Linked DNA regions of Mus musculus: all the other regions are linked to region 1. Evidence: chromatin contacts called from public HiChIP or PLAC-seq data. All regions are on one chromosome and are shown on one strand. The core of a region is the stretch at or near the end of the contact, and the rest is flanking DNA. Distances in the headings are between cores, read along the strand shown.

Evidence for each region. HiChIP or PLAC-seq counts read pairs in DNA pulled down with a chosen protein or histone mark.
Region 2: a contact with region 1 is called in an H3K27ac HiChIP or PLAC-seq map of embryonic stem cells, with 9 read pairs. The contact joins the promoter of Gpr37l1 here to the enhancer-like site in region 1. A contact is called at or near these places in 5 of 39 promoter capture datasets (the 3T3-L1 cell line, the HPC-7 cell line, embryonic stem cells and 2 more), 14 of 484 Hi-C or Micro-C datasets (the G1E-ER4 cell line, embryonic stem cells, epidermal suprabasal cells and 5 more), 5 of 115 datasets of contacts at active chromatin or transcription factors (embryonic stem cells, extraembryonic endoderm stem cells and pancreatic cancer cells) and 4 of 9 other capture datasets (adipose tissue, embryonic stem cells, liver and 1 more).
Region 3: a contact with region 1 is called in an H3K27ac HiChIP or PLAC-seq map of embryonic stem cells, with 27 read pairs. The contact joins the promoter of Elf3 here to the enhancer-like site in region 1. A contact is called at or near these places in 1 of 15 datasets of contacts at CTCF or cohesin (the NIH/3T3 cell line), 20 of 484 Hi-C or Micro-C datasets (8-cell embryo, the G1E-ER4 cell line, embryonic fibroblasts and 8 more), 17 of 115 datasets of contacts at active chromatin or transcription factors (T-cell acute lymphoblastic leukemia, craniofacial prominence, embryonic hindbrain and 8 more) and 4 of 9 other capture datasets (adipose tissue, liver, macrophages and 1 more).

What each region holds. Positions count from the first base shown.
Region 1 is chr1:135,215,763-135,219,791 of GRCm38.p6, forward strand. No RefSeq gene overlaps it. Among named protein-coding and RNA genes, the nearest start is that of Gm41955, 16 kb to the left of the region's middle. Within about 2 kb of position 2,004, at least 35 of the 459 cell types and tissues checked have an H3K27ac peak or open chromatin away from gene starts, as enhancers often do. A contact at or near this core is called in embryonic stem cells, extraembryonic endoderm stem cells, intestinal crypt epithelium and 1 more, where this site is marked.
Region 2 is chr1:135,165,400-135,169,428 of GRCm38.p6, forward strand. Gpr37l1 (G protein-coupled receptor 37-like 1) reads right to left here and starts at 2,282. Exons shown (of 2, transcript NM_134438.3): 1 at 1,476-2,282. The coding sequence starts at 2,105.
Region 3 is chr1:135,256,743-135,260,771 of GRCm38.p6, forward strand. Elf3 (E74-like factor 3) reads right to left here and starts at 1,730. Exons shown (of 9, transcript NM_007921.3): 1 at 1,607-1,730; 2 at 873-1,040; 3 at 263-484; 4 at 37-132. The coding sequence starts at 1,032.

The DNA.
Region 1 (4,029 bases), core at 754-3,253:
CCTGGCTGTTCTAGAAGTCACTCTGTAGCCCAGGCTACTCTGTGGCCTCAAAACTCACAGAGATCCACCTGCTTCTGCCTCCCAAGTGCTGGGACTAAAGGCATGCATCACCACCGCCTGGCAAACATAATTTTTTTAAATAAAAAAATAAGATAAAATAAATGGACTGGGGAGATGGCTCCGCTGCTCAGTCAGTGATGTGCACCATTAAGGGCTTGTGTCAGTGTGAAGACCTGAGTTCACACAAAGGCCGGGGGTAGTGACTGACCTGTGCTTGTAATGCCAAACCCAGGGAGCCTGAACCTGACACCGACAGAAAGAGAGTATATGTTAAAGGGATGCTCCAGAAAGAACCAAACGACAACGAGATAGAAAATGGGTTAGAGAAACTGAATCGACATTTTGAAGAGACAAATGACACACCTATGAAAAATAGGGGTGTTTAAAAGGGGGAAATAAGGCAGGCTTGGTGGTGCACACCTTTAATGTCAGCAGTTGGGAGACAGAGGCAGACAGATTCTGTGATTTCAAACCCAGACTGGTCTATAAATTGAGTTCCAGGATAGCCAAAGCTACACAGAGAAACTACATAGTAAGACCCCCGTCTCAAAATGTTTTTGTTGTTTTTGAAAAAAGGGTGGGGATCAAAGTAAAGGAGACATCACTGAACTAAGTCAAGAAAATATCCCCAGACTGATCGGAAATAGCCTTCAAATTCCAGGGTGACAGGACATAGCAAGAACCAAAGCGGTGTTTGGAAACCAAAGTGTCACAGGTACAAGTGACACAACTGAAGCAAGAATAAATCAAATAGTCCTGTACCTTATAGAAAGAGAGAGAACAAATCCCATGATCAAAACTGTGGCCAGGGATAGTGGCGTACACCATTAAGCCCAGCATTTAGGAGGCCCAGGCAAGTGGATCTCTATAAATCCAAAAGACAGCCTGGTTCGTCTGACCAGCCAGGGCTATATAGTGAGACCCTATGTCAAAAATAAAAGAATAGTGTTGTGTGTGGTAGCACATGCACTCCAGCACTTGGGAGGCAGAGACAGGTGGATCTCTGTGAGTTCGAGACCAGCTTGGTCTACAGAGCAAGTTCCAGGAACCAGACTCTGGCTGTGGACAAAGCAGGGAGTCCTCTTACCCACTGAGCCATCTCTCTAGCCCCATATTTCCCCCTTTTAAACACCCCTATTCTTCATAAACTTGTCATTTGTCTCTCCAAAATGAATACTCAGATTCTCTTATCCTGTTTTTCTTTTCATTGTCTCCTACACAGAGAAACTTGTCTCAAGCAAACAAAGAAAGAGAATCGATGTCTGTTTTAGCTTTGGCTTCAGTATGAAGAAGTACTCTAAACAAACAAACAAACAAACAAACAGTTAAGAGCATGAACATATGTGTGCTTGGGGCTACTGTACAGCACTGGCCTTGCATACATACATGGAGCCCAGGGTTCCATTTTCAACACTAAAACATGGAAAAAACCTAAGGCCCTCCAGAGGTGTTTGTTGAGAGAATACAGATGTTGATTTTCTATTTGTGTCTGGAGGCCTCAGGGTACCCACTTCCAGCCTGAAGAACCTCTGGCCTAAAGAGGACAACCAGAACTTTTGCTTTCTCTTCTTTCTCTTTCCACTCCTGCCCCTGGAATTGGCTTGGGGTTCAACCCGAATTTTTGTTCTCTCCTTGTTGAACTGATCCCTGCAGTATAGATTTTCTTCTCTGCAAAAAGGACCGTGGGGAAAGATACCAGAAAAGGCAGTTTCACCTGGTCCCCACCTGCCCTCACTCCTCCTACTGGGATGTTTCCAGAAGGCTCTCAGGGCCCTGTGCTCCCCCAACTAATCGTTTTCATCGGTCCCTTGGGGAGCCTGTCTCCTGGGATAATCGAAAGCAGACCGGAGCAGGAACACTGGTCAGCAGCCCCACCCTGTGCAGTCACAGTTGCTGCAGCCTCAATGACAACCCAGCTGAACCCTTTGTTGGGTTCGTGACTTCAATCTATTTGCAGAGCGCTGGCACCCTGCGCAGCTGACAGAGCCCCATTCACTGGCCCGGGACTCACAGGACCACACCCGCCCACACACAAATGAGAGCAGTTCAGGTTACATCAACCTTGGAACCCATGGCTACAAAGGAGGTTGGGAACTGGGTAGCAGGGCCGCACCCCACCCCCCAGGTTGCTTGGGTGGCTGAAAAACACAGTTTGGCCTATTCTAAATCTCTGGAGTAGCAAAAGCATACGGCGGCCCTGGTTGTCTAAGATATCAGCAGGCAGGGGACAGTCCCACTCACTTTCCCCCAGGGTCCATGGTACAGTGTCACACCAAGCCTGGGACTTGTCTACACTTGTCCTGTGCACCTAAGTCTAGCTTTAGTGCTAGGCTTAGCTCTTCTCTACTATGATGCTCTGGCCTACGGATGCTGTTGCAGACAGCCTTAGCAACTGCAAGGAGTTTTTGGAATCTTTGAGCAAGGTTACCAAGGTGATCCTCACCTGGGCCCAACTTGGCATCACCTTCCTCCCTTTGACCCTTTGACCCTGTGGCAGGTACCTTGGTGTCCTCTGCCTCACTGTTTATTTTTCAGCAGAGCCCTTTGGCTTCACTGCCCAGATATAATCCTATTATATACCATTTTTCACTATCATGACTATACTATCCAAGTCCAATGTAAAGATGGCTTACCAAGGCTTGGGACATAACTCATTTGGTACATGCTAACACAGTAAGTGTGGAGCTCAGGGTTTGATCTATTGTACCACATAAATAGGGTGTGATCCATGCCTGTAATCACAACACACAGAAGGTGAAGACAGAAGGGCCAGAAATTCAAAGTCACCCGCAGTTCCAGGCCACCCTCACCCCACCCCCACCCCCCCAAACTCAAAAACTTCCCTGAAAACTTCCCCAAAATGACTTAGAAGCCAGACATGGCACTATAGCAGGACATCCCTATATAGTCTTAGCACTTGAAAAGCTGACAAAAGATGATCAGGTTCAGCCTGGGCTATATGTAGTGACAACCTATCTCAATGGAAAACAGACCAAACCAAACAGCAGCAGCAGCAGCAGCAACAACAACAACAACAGCAACAACAACAACAACTACAAAACGAAACAACAAAAAAGAAAGAAAGAAAGAAAGAAAGAAAGAAAGAAAGAAAGAAAGAAAGAAAGAAAGAAAGGAAGGAAGAAAGGAAAGAAGGAAGGAAGGAAGGAAGGAAGGAAGGAAGAAAGAAAGAAAGAAAGAAAGAAAGAAAGAAAGAAAGAAAGAAAGAAAGAAAGAAAGAAAGAAAGAAAGAAGGAAAAGGAAAAACTCAACTCACAAAAAGCAGATGTATTCCCTGATCTAAACTATGGACCCTTTTTTAAAGTTTAATTTACTTTCATTTTATGTGGGTGAGTGTTTGGTTTAGTTTGTTTTGGTTTTTCTTTCTTTTTTAAATCACATTATTTTTTTAAGAATTATTTATTTATTTTATTTATATGAGCACACCGTTGCTGTCTTCAGACACACCAGAAGAGGGCATCTATCCCTTTACAGATAGTTGTGAGCCACTATGTGGTTGCTAGGAATTGAACTCAGGACCTCTGGAAGAGCAGTCAGTGCTCTTAACCATGGAGCCATCTCTCCAGCCCCCTGTTTTGGTTTTTCAAGACAGGGTCTCTCTGTGTAACCCATACTGTCCTGGAACTAGCTCTGTAGACCAGGCTGGCCTCGAACTTAGAGATTCACCTGCATCTGCCGCCCGAGTGCTGGGATTAAAGGGGTGTGCCACACTGCCTGGTGTGTATTAGCGTTTTGCCTGTATATATGTTTGTGCATTAAATGCTCGCTCTATGTGTATGTGTGCGCTATGTACTGGTCTGGTGCCCACGGAGGCTGGAAAAGAGCATTAAATCCTCCGAACTGGCGTTGCAGGTGGTTGTGAGCCACCATGGGGTACGGGTCTTGAACCCAGGTACTCTGGAAGAGTAGCAAGTGCTCTTTCATTTCCCTAGCCTCTGAACTATGACCTTT
Region 2 (4,029 bases), core at 1,032-3,531, 50 kb before region 1:
ACTTTAGAATGGAGATAGAAACAAGGGAAACAGAGGAATTCAGGGTCAGCCCTGAACTTACTACATAGTAAATTTGAAGCTAGGGCTGGGCAGTGGTGGCACATGCCTTTAATCACAGCACTTGGGAGGCAGAGGCAGGTGGATTTCTGAGTTTGAGGCCAGCCTGGTCTACAGAGTGAGTTCCAGGACAGCCAGGGCTACAGACAAACCCTGTCTCGAAAAAAAAAACCAAAAACAACAACAACAAAAAAAAAATTTGAAGCTAGCCTGAGCTACAGGACATACACACACACACACACATCCACACATCCACATCCACACCCAAATACATACACACACACACACACACACACACACACACACACACACACACACACACACACACACACACAAATTAATAAATAAACAAGGAAAGAAATACTAGGCCAAGGCAAAGAATCACTGTAAATTTGAGGCCAGCCTGGTCTACACAGTGTGTACCACATCAGCTGAGCTATAGAGTGAACTCTTGTCTTTAAAAAAAATTAAGAGAATGAGAAAGAGAGAGAGAGAGAGAGAAAGCTGGCCGCTGTTTGGTACTATCATTGATAGAACAGCCCTCACGCATGGGTAGATGTGTGCAGTGATTTGATTAAGCTGTCTCCCTGTGGTCCACACAGCCATTTTCACCCATGTGCTTATCTTAACAAGAAAGTCCCCATTCAAGGGGGTTCAGCACTATACTTCAGAATTATAGAGCAAACCAGCTAGAAAGGTCATCTGGTCTACCCTCCATGCTAAGGAAGCAGGAGAAGAGATGAGATATGTCCAGCAACAAGCAAAATACAGTGACAGAGCTGACACTACTGTTTCTATAAGTACCCAGAAGTAGGACTTGCCTCTCAGAGAGGCCTTAGGAGGACAGTAATGGAGATGACCTTGAAGGAAGGTGACAATAATCTCAATGAGAAAAGGAAGAAGGGCCTGTCCTGGTGTTTGCATCCACAGGGAATAAACACAGACTCAACCTGGGGTGTTAGTAAGAAATTGCTAGGATGTTGGGATACCAAAGGGTTAAAAACAGGAGCCATGGGTACAAGGCAGGTGGCAAGAGACACAGTAAAAGAAAAAAGGAGACCCCCAAAGACTTGGGGGTCAGGGGAACCACCCATCAGAGACAGACAGCTCAGAATTTTCTCTAGAAAAGGGTGAGTCCTCTGTGCAGCTACTCCAAAAGAAGAAGACCGGGTTGGTCCCAAGCCAGTGGTCTTGTACACCTGCCTGTTCATCTGGCTTGACTTGCTTTCCTGAGAGCTACCAGAAGCCAATATTGAGTTTGTCTCCCTCCCTGATAGGGTTTGTCTCCTTCCCCAATGACACAGAGAAAACTGGAAATGCCAGCGTGCTGGGATTATACACACCTACAGATCTTTGCAGACACTGGAGCCCCTTCCCTGGTTTTAGCCTATAATTAGGCTATAGAAAGACATACTCACCTCCATGAAGGGCACTGCCCGGCAAGAAACATCCCCGAGTAGCCTTTGCTTGGTAATCTCATTGAAGATGACAATTGGGAGGCAGAAGAAGAGGACCAGGAAATCCCAGAGAGCCAGGCTGGCAAGGATAGAGTTCCAGGCACTCTTCAAGTAGTAGCTGTGCCACACAATGCACATGACAGACAGATTGCCAACGATACCCACAGCAAACACCACCAGAGCCAGGAGCATGATGGCGTAGGCGCTGTAGGAGCTCTCGGTCACCGGATACAGGGGGTTCTGAATCTGCAGCCTCTGACTTGGCGTCCCGGTCAGGTTGACCCTCAGCTCTTGTCCATTACCTGGGGTGGCCCCATCCTTGTCTGGGTTGGGGCTAGTGGCCTCCAAAGTCTTGGTGGGCTGCAGGCCAGCAGGATGGATGGGCTTGGGATATTCAGCCCACTCCTCGGGTACATAGTGCTGTACCTCCTTGGGCCCCTCGTCCTTGGTGCCTCTTCGGGGTCGACTCTGCTGCTCCTGGACCTTGGCTCTATGCCCACCTAAAGATGAGGTGGCAGCCCCAGAGACCCCACTCAGCCCCACAGTCAACACTACAACAAGAGACACAGCCAGGGGCCACAGCCACCGCATGGCCAGGAAAGCAGGGCACAGCTGCCTCGGAGAGGTGAGGGTGAGGGGACCTAAGGGCTGCGTGGAATTAAGAGAGGCAGCTGGCAGCTGGGTCCGCCTCCAGTCAGGCGTCTGGCATGGATGGCCCTTCCTCCCATCCTGTTGGCCATGGTCTAGCCAGGGCCCTCTGCTGGACACTGAGCTGTCTGTCCTGGCCGCACACATTGCATTCCCGACCACATCCGTTTTCAGGCTCTGAGACCACAGCGGGGCAGATTGAGGATCCCTCGAGGGACCTGCTCCAATCACTGCAACCGGGGAAATGAGGTTTTCAGGTGATGGAGAGGCAGACTATAATTGGAGCATAGATCTCCCAGTTCTACCCAGTTCTAAGGCAGATCCTACATTCAAAACAGAAAGATAGGCTCGGTATGGTGACTATGGCCTGTAATCCCAGCCCTTGGGAAGTTGAGACGGGGGACAGAGTTCAAGGCCAGCTTGGGCTACATAGCAAGATCCTGGTTTTGCGCCTTTTTTTTTTTTTTAATTTGCCAAGGTCAAAACTTGAATTATAATAATTGCCAAAACTATTGGATTCATGGGTAGGTGTACCATTCTTCTGGAGTTTGTTTGTTTATTTGTTTGTTTGTCTGTTTTAAAGTCAGGGTCTCTATGTAGCCCTGGCTGTCCTGAAACTCACTCTATAAACCAGGCTGTCCTCGAACTCAGAGATCCATCTGCCTCTGCCTCCTGACCACTAGGATTAAAGATGCAAGCCACCAACATCTATCAGCTGGGTTCTTGACGGTTCTTTTTTTTTTTTTTTAAGATTTATTTTTATTTATTTATTTATTTATTTATTTATTTATTTATTTATTTATTATATGAAATGAAAGTACATTGTAGCTGTCTTCAGACACTCCAGAAGAGGGAGTCAGATCTCGTTACGGATGGTTGTGAGCCACCATGTGGTTGCTGGGATTTGAACTCTGGACCTTCGGAAGAGCAGTCGGGTGCTCTTACCCACTGAGCCATCTCACCAGCCCTCTTGACGGTTCTTAATATGTTTCGTGGGGCAGTGCTGTTGTGATCTCAAGTTCAAATTTTAAGATTTGTGGTAGTCTTAATAACTATGTAGTTGACACAAGTTCAAACATGGAGTTGACTCCATAGCCTTTGAACTCAATGCTGGTCTCAGCAGGCAAGAGCCCATTCCTTGCCTTCTAGCCACACAGACTCCCAAAGGAAAGCAGCTACAAGGAAAAATTCCAAACACGACACTCTAGGATGGCGGCATATCTTAGTGGGAGTCCTCGCCTAGCATGTTTGAGGCCCTGGGTTTTGTCTCCAGCACTGGAACTACATGAAAACAAAACCAATAATAATAATAATAATAATAATATGAAATTAAAATTATGAAAGTGTGGTCAAGAGAAAGGAAATAGAGATGTAAATCAATGATTACACCTTGGCCTGGCAGATGCAGTGAAAGGCGGGGTCAAGGTACAGGGCAGAGTCCGAGGATCCTGGGGCTGTCTGGAAGGCTGGAAGTTCTCTGAAGCAAAACGACTTTGGAGTGAAGCCTTAAAGGCTCCTAAGAGATGGACAGAAAGATGCTCCAGGCAGAAGATACAGCACACAAATGGCAGGGTCCTGAAAGTGGGTGGTGTTCCTGCCAGACAGCAATAATTCACAGGAGGATGGGATGCTAGGGAAATGGAGAGCAGGGCAATGGGGTTGGGGCAAGAATCACCAGATAAAGGAGCAAGAAGGCTTTTGTATGCTAGACCAAGGAGTTCAGACACTGTGGTGCGCACCTTTAATCCCAGCACTTAGGAAGCAGAGGCAGGCAGATCTCTGAGTTCAACTCTGGTCTACAGAGAGAATTCCAGGATAGCCACTGCCACACAGAGAAACCCTGACTCTAAAACAAAACAAAAAGATG
Region 3 (4,029 bases), core at 480-2,979, 41 kb after region 1:
AGCTAGGGAGGAAAAAGGGAGAAAATGGGTTCTCACCAAAGGGGCCCGAGTCGCCTAGGCTCTCTTGGAAGGACATGCCATCCTTCTCCAGCAGCTCGATGATCCAGCTGAGTTCATCAGAAGAGTTGGAGGCTGGCGGAGGCAGGGAGGGAGAGCGTCACTGACCATGGTTCCGGCAGGGGCTCGATGGCTGCACCCTCCTGCCCAAGTCCCAGCCACCTCGCTCACTCTCTAGGCCCTGTGGCTCCCAGCCTAGACTTACTGAGGTCCCGAAGCTGGGCATGGAGCTGGTCTCCCAGAGGTCCAAAGACTAGCCGCAGCTCCTCCAGCGCACAGCTGCAGAGGGTGGCTCCGTCCATGTCGCAGCGGGAGAAGTCGATGGAGCTGGCGTCATACTTGTTCTTCTCCACTTGGTAGCTGATCCACTCCAGAACCTGGGTCTTCGACCAGAACTGGGGCCGCTCGCTAGTCCAGCTTGCCTTCTCTGCAAGGTGGAGTACAGCCAGAGGATCAGTCCTGTCCCTTTGGGATCTTGTCTGAGGTCCTACACAACCCGAGGAGGGGCGGAGAGGGACAGATACATATCCACAATCACAACATGGCTAGTTCTCAAGTTCATCCTCCCTTAATCTGTCACCACAGTTCTTATATTCCCACCACCTCAGCCACTACAGTCTTCTCGGGACTAGGAACACAGTCTAGCATAAATAAGGTCTTGTTTGGGTTCTTTCCCCAGTACTACACAAACATATGAATGAATAAATCCTCCCCAGCCACTAACTCCAGGATACCCTTCCTCCCTGTCCATTTATCATCTAAGAGCCTCTCAGATCATTGGTGTCCTGTCTGTAAAGATTTTACACAGCACTCACCTGGACCTTCCAGTGTCATCTGTTGGTTGTTCAGGGTCAACACCAAGTCTTCAGTGCCAAAGGTAGTCGGAGGAGCAGGAGCCAGGGTGGGGTCTTCTGAGCTGTACATGGCGTTGAAGTAGTTACTAAAAACGTTGCTGATCTCACAGGTGGCAGCCATGAGGGCCCCTGGGAAGAGGAGACAAGGTGGGGAGGGTACAGGTCAGGGTACACTTCCATTTCTGTCTGGCAAAGCCTGGGCAGCAACAGCCGAGAGGCAGGAAGTTCAGTGTTGCTGTAGACATTCTCTCTTCAACACCCCCCCCCTCCACCACACACACACAAACACACACACACCACCACCACCACCACCACCACCACCACCACCACCACCATCACCACCAAGAGCCAGCTACTTGGGGAAGCTGAGGTTGGATGCTCTCTTGAGCCTAGAAGGGTCAGGCCAGCTGGCGCCAAACTGGGAAATTCGGCTCCGAAAAATAAAAATAATCTCAAAGCGGGTGGGACCATGATACAAATTCTTCTGGGGCTCTCTCCACAAATCACGTGGGCTCCTGAACCAAAGAAGCCACCCTGTCCCTCCAAGACACCGATCTGGTCTCTGACCAGTCCCAGAATACACCCACAGTAGCCCCAACACTCCAGCTAGGAACCTCCAAGCCTGAGTGATTAAGTTCAGAACTGTAAATCCACTGGACGGTTCCTGAAGCCAGAGTTAGGGAATGTGACCGTACCGAGGTGTGTCAGGGTTCGGTGTGGCAGGCGGGTGAGCAGGCTTCTGAGGCCACAGGAAGGGAAGAAATCTAAGCGGTCGAAGGCTCCGCAGGTAGCAGTGATGAGTGTGGCCAGGGCGCTGCCCCCACCCGCTCTAAATAGAGCAAAGCAGGAGCTCCTCCCCTCCAGGTCTTCGGCGTACGTCCCCGGTTGTAACCTGAGCTGGTGGCTCATTGGATGCTGGGGATTTCCTGGCCTTCAGACTGGGCTCCCTGTCCCAGGTGATTTGCATATTCCGTGCCACTTGGCCCAGATCCTAGCAGGCGGTGCTGGGAAATCAGGCCTGGCTGGTTTAATGATTGTCAGAATCTGTCATTCCGCACCCTCTGGGGTTGGGCCCTGGGTACTGAACTGGGCAGGTGGCGGGAACATTGCAGGGGTGGGCATCTGTGCCTTAGGCTGCCCTCTGGCCCTGGAAATTCTTCCTGGGGGCCTGGCCAGGGCTGAACTGGGGAGGAGAAAGCAAGGCAAGGAATCTGAACCGGTGGCTGGGTCAAGACTGATGCTTCCAACTGTCTAGAGGTCTAGAGACAAGAAGGGCCTGGTGAAAGTTACCGAGGCTAAGGGGTTTCCTCCACAACACCCAGAAGCTGGGATTCTGAAAGCGGCTAGGCAACACACTGGGCAACATTCACGGTCCAGTGGTGGTTTGGGTCTGATAGTCTGTCTAGTCAGCTACAGAGACCATTTGCTGGCACTTTGCCTGTCTGGAGCCCACCCAAACGCGATGGTTGCTGAAGCGGTAGAGATCAGACACTACTTCAAGTCTTCCCTTGGTGCCTGTGGCGCTCTCCTCGCCTAGGGTCGGCTGGCGGTGCTGTTTGGTTTATCCGCGAGTCTGGTCTGCTCCTGATTACCCTTCTCTCCGCCCACTCCATTAGTATCTGCCTGCTGCCCTCTAGTGGTCAGAAGCCCAACATTTGAGTCATTACAAAGACAAACAGGATGCACATGTTAATTTACTGTTTACCGGGGCCCTTAAAAAACAAAAACAAATTGGGGTGGAGGAGGGCAGCGCACATCTTTAATCCCAGCACTCCTGAAGTAGAGGTAGAAGGATTTCTGAGTTCGAGGCCAGCCTTGTCTACAGAGTGAGTTCCAGGACAGCCAGGGCTACACAGAGAAACTCTGTCTTGAAAAACTAAAACTACAGAACAAAATCCCTCTGGAGATGCAGGAAATTGAACCCAGAGCTTCTTATGCAAGCATTCTACAAATGGGTTCTAGTCCCAGGATTCTGTTCATTTTTGAAACTTTGTCTAGCTACATATACCAGGCTGGCCTCAAACTCAAGAGACAGGCTCTAGAGATGGGTTAAAGGGTAACTACCCAGACCAACACCAGAAACCTTTTTAATATAACTATCCTCATCCAAAAACATCCAATAAGCAATGTGGGGCTGCTGAGATAGCTCAGTGGATAAGGATACCTGCTGCTAAGGATGCTATGGATGGACCCGTGTTCCATCCATACATGATAAAAGGAGAAAACTGACTCCTGTAATGTGGTACTCTGACCTTTATGTGCAAGTGTACACACACATACACACTAAACAAACAAGATATACACACACACACACACATATACACACACACATGTTTGCATCTTTTTTGAGACATGGTCTTTACATAGTTCTAGCTATCCTGGGACTTACTATGTGGCTAGCCTCCAACTCAGAACTCTACCTACCTCTGCCTCCCCAGTACTGGGATTAAAGGCACGCCCACTATGCCTGGCTGTAAGCATGGTTTTAAAAATATTTTTAAAAAGCACTGTTGGACACATGTGGAGATGCATCCCTTTAATCTCTCAACTCCCAAGGCAAGTGGACCTCTGCGAGCTGAAGGCCAAGCCTGGACTACATAGTGAGTTCTAGGTTATCAAGGGCTACATAGTAGTGAGACTCTTTCAAAAGAGAGAGAGAGAGAGAGAGTGAGAGAGAGAGAGAGAGAGAGAGAGAGAGAGAAGAAAAGAAATGATATATAGTTGTTGTCTTGATAAGTGGTTTGTTCAGGCTACCAAATTTGGAAAGTGACAAGCAGTTGTTGGTGCCTTTTCCCTCTGGCTACAACCATCCCACTCAGGGAATTTTTAAAGGGATATAGTAAGTGAGAATTCCAGTCACTTACCCTGGAATGTGGGAGTACAGCTGGTAGAGCGATTATTGCCTAGCAAAAGATATGCATGTGTCTGGAATTCCAGCGCTCAGGGTCAGTCAGTCTCAGCTACATTTGAGTTTGGGGCTATCTTAGGCTACAGTAGATTGTCTCAAAAGCAAAACCATAAAATTAGCAAAGAATCGAGGGTGTGGGACTCGATAAGCCATTAGATGTCTTGCGGCTCCAACTGGTTTGTTTTGCGTTGCCTGAGGAGATAGCTTCGG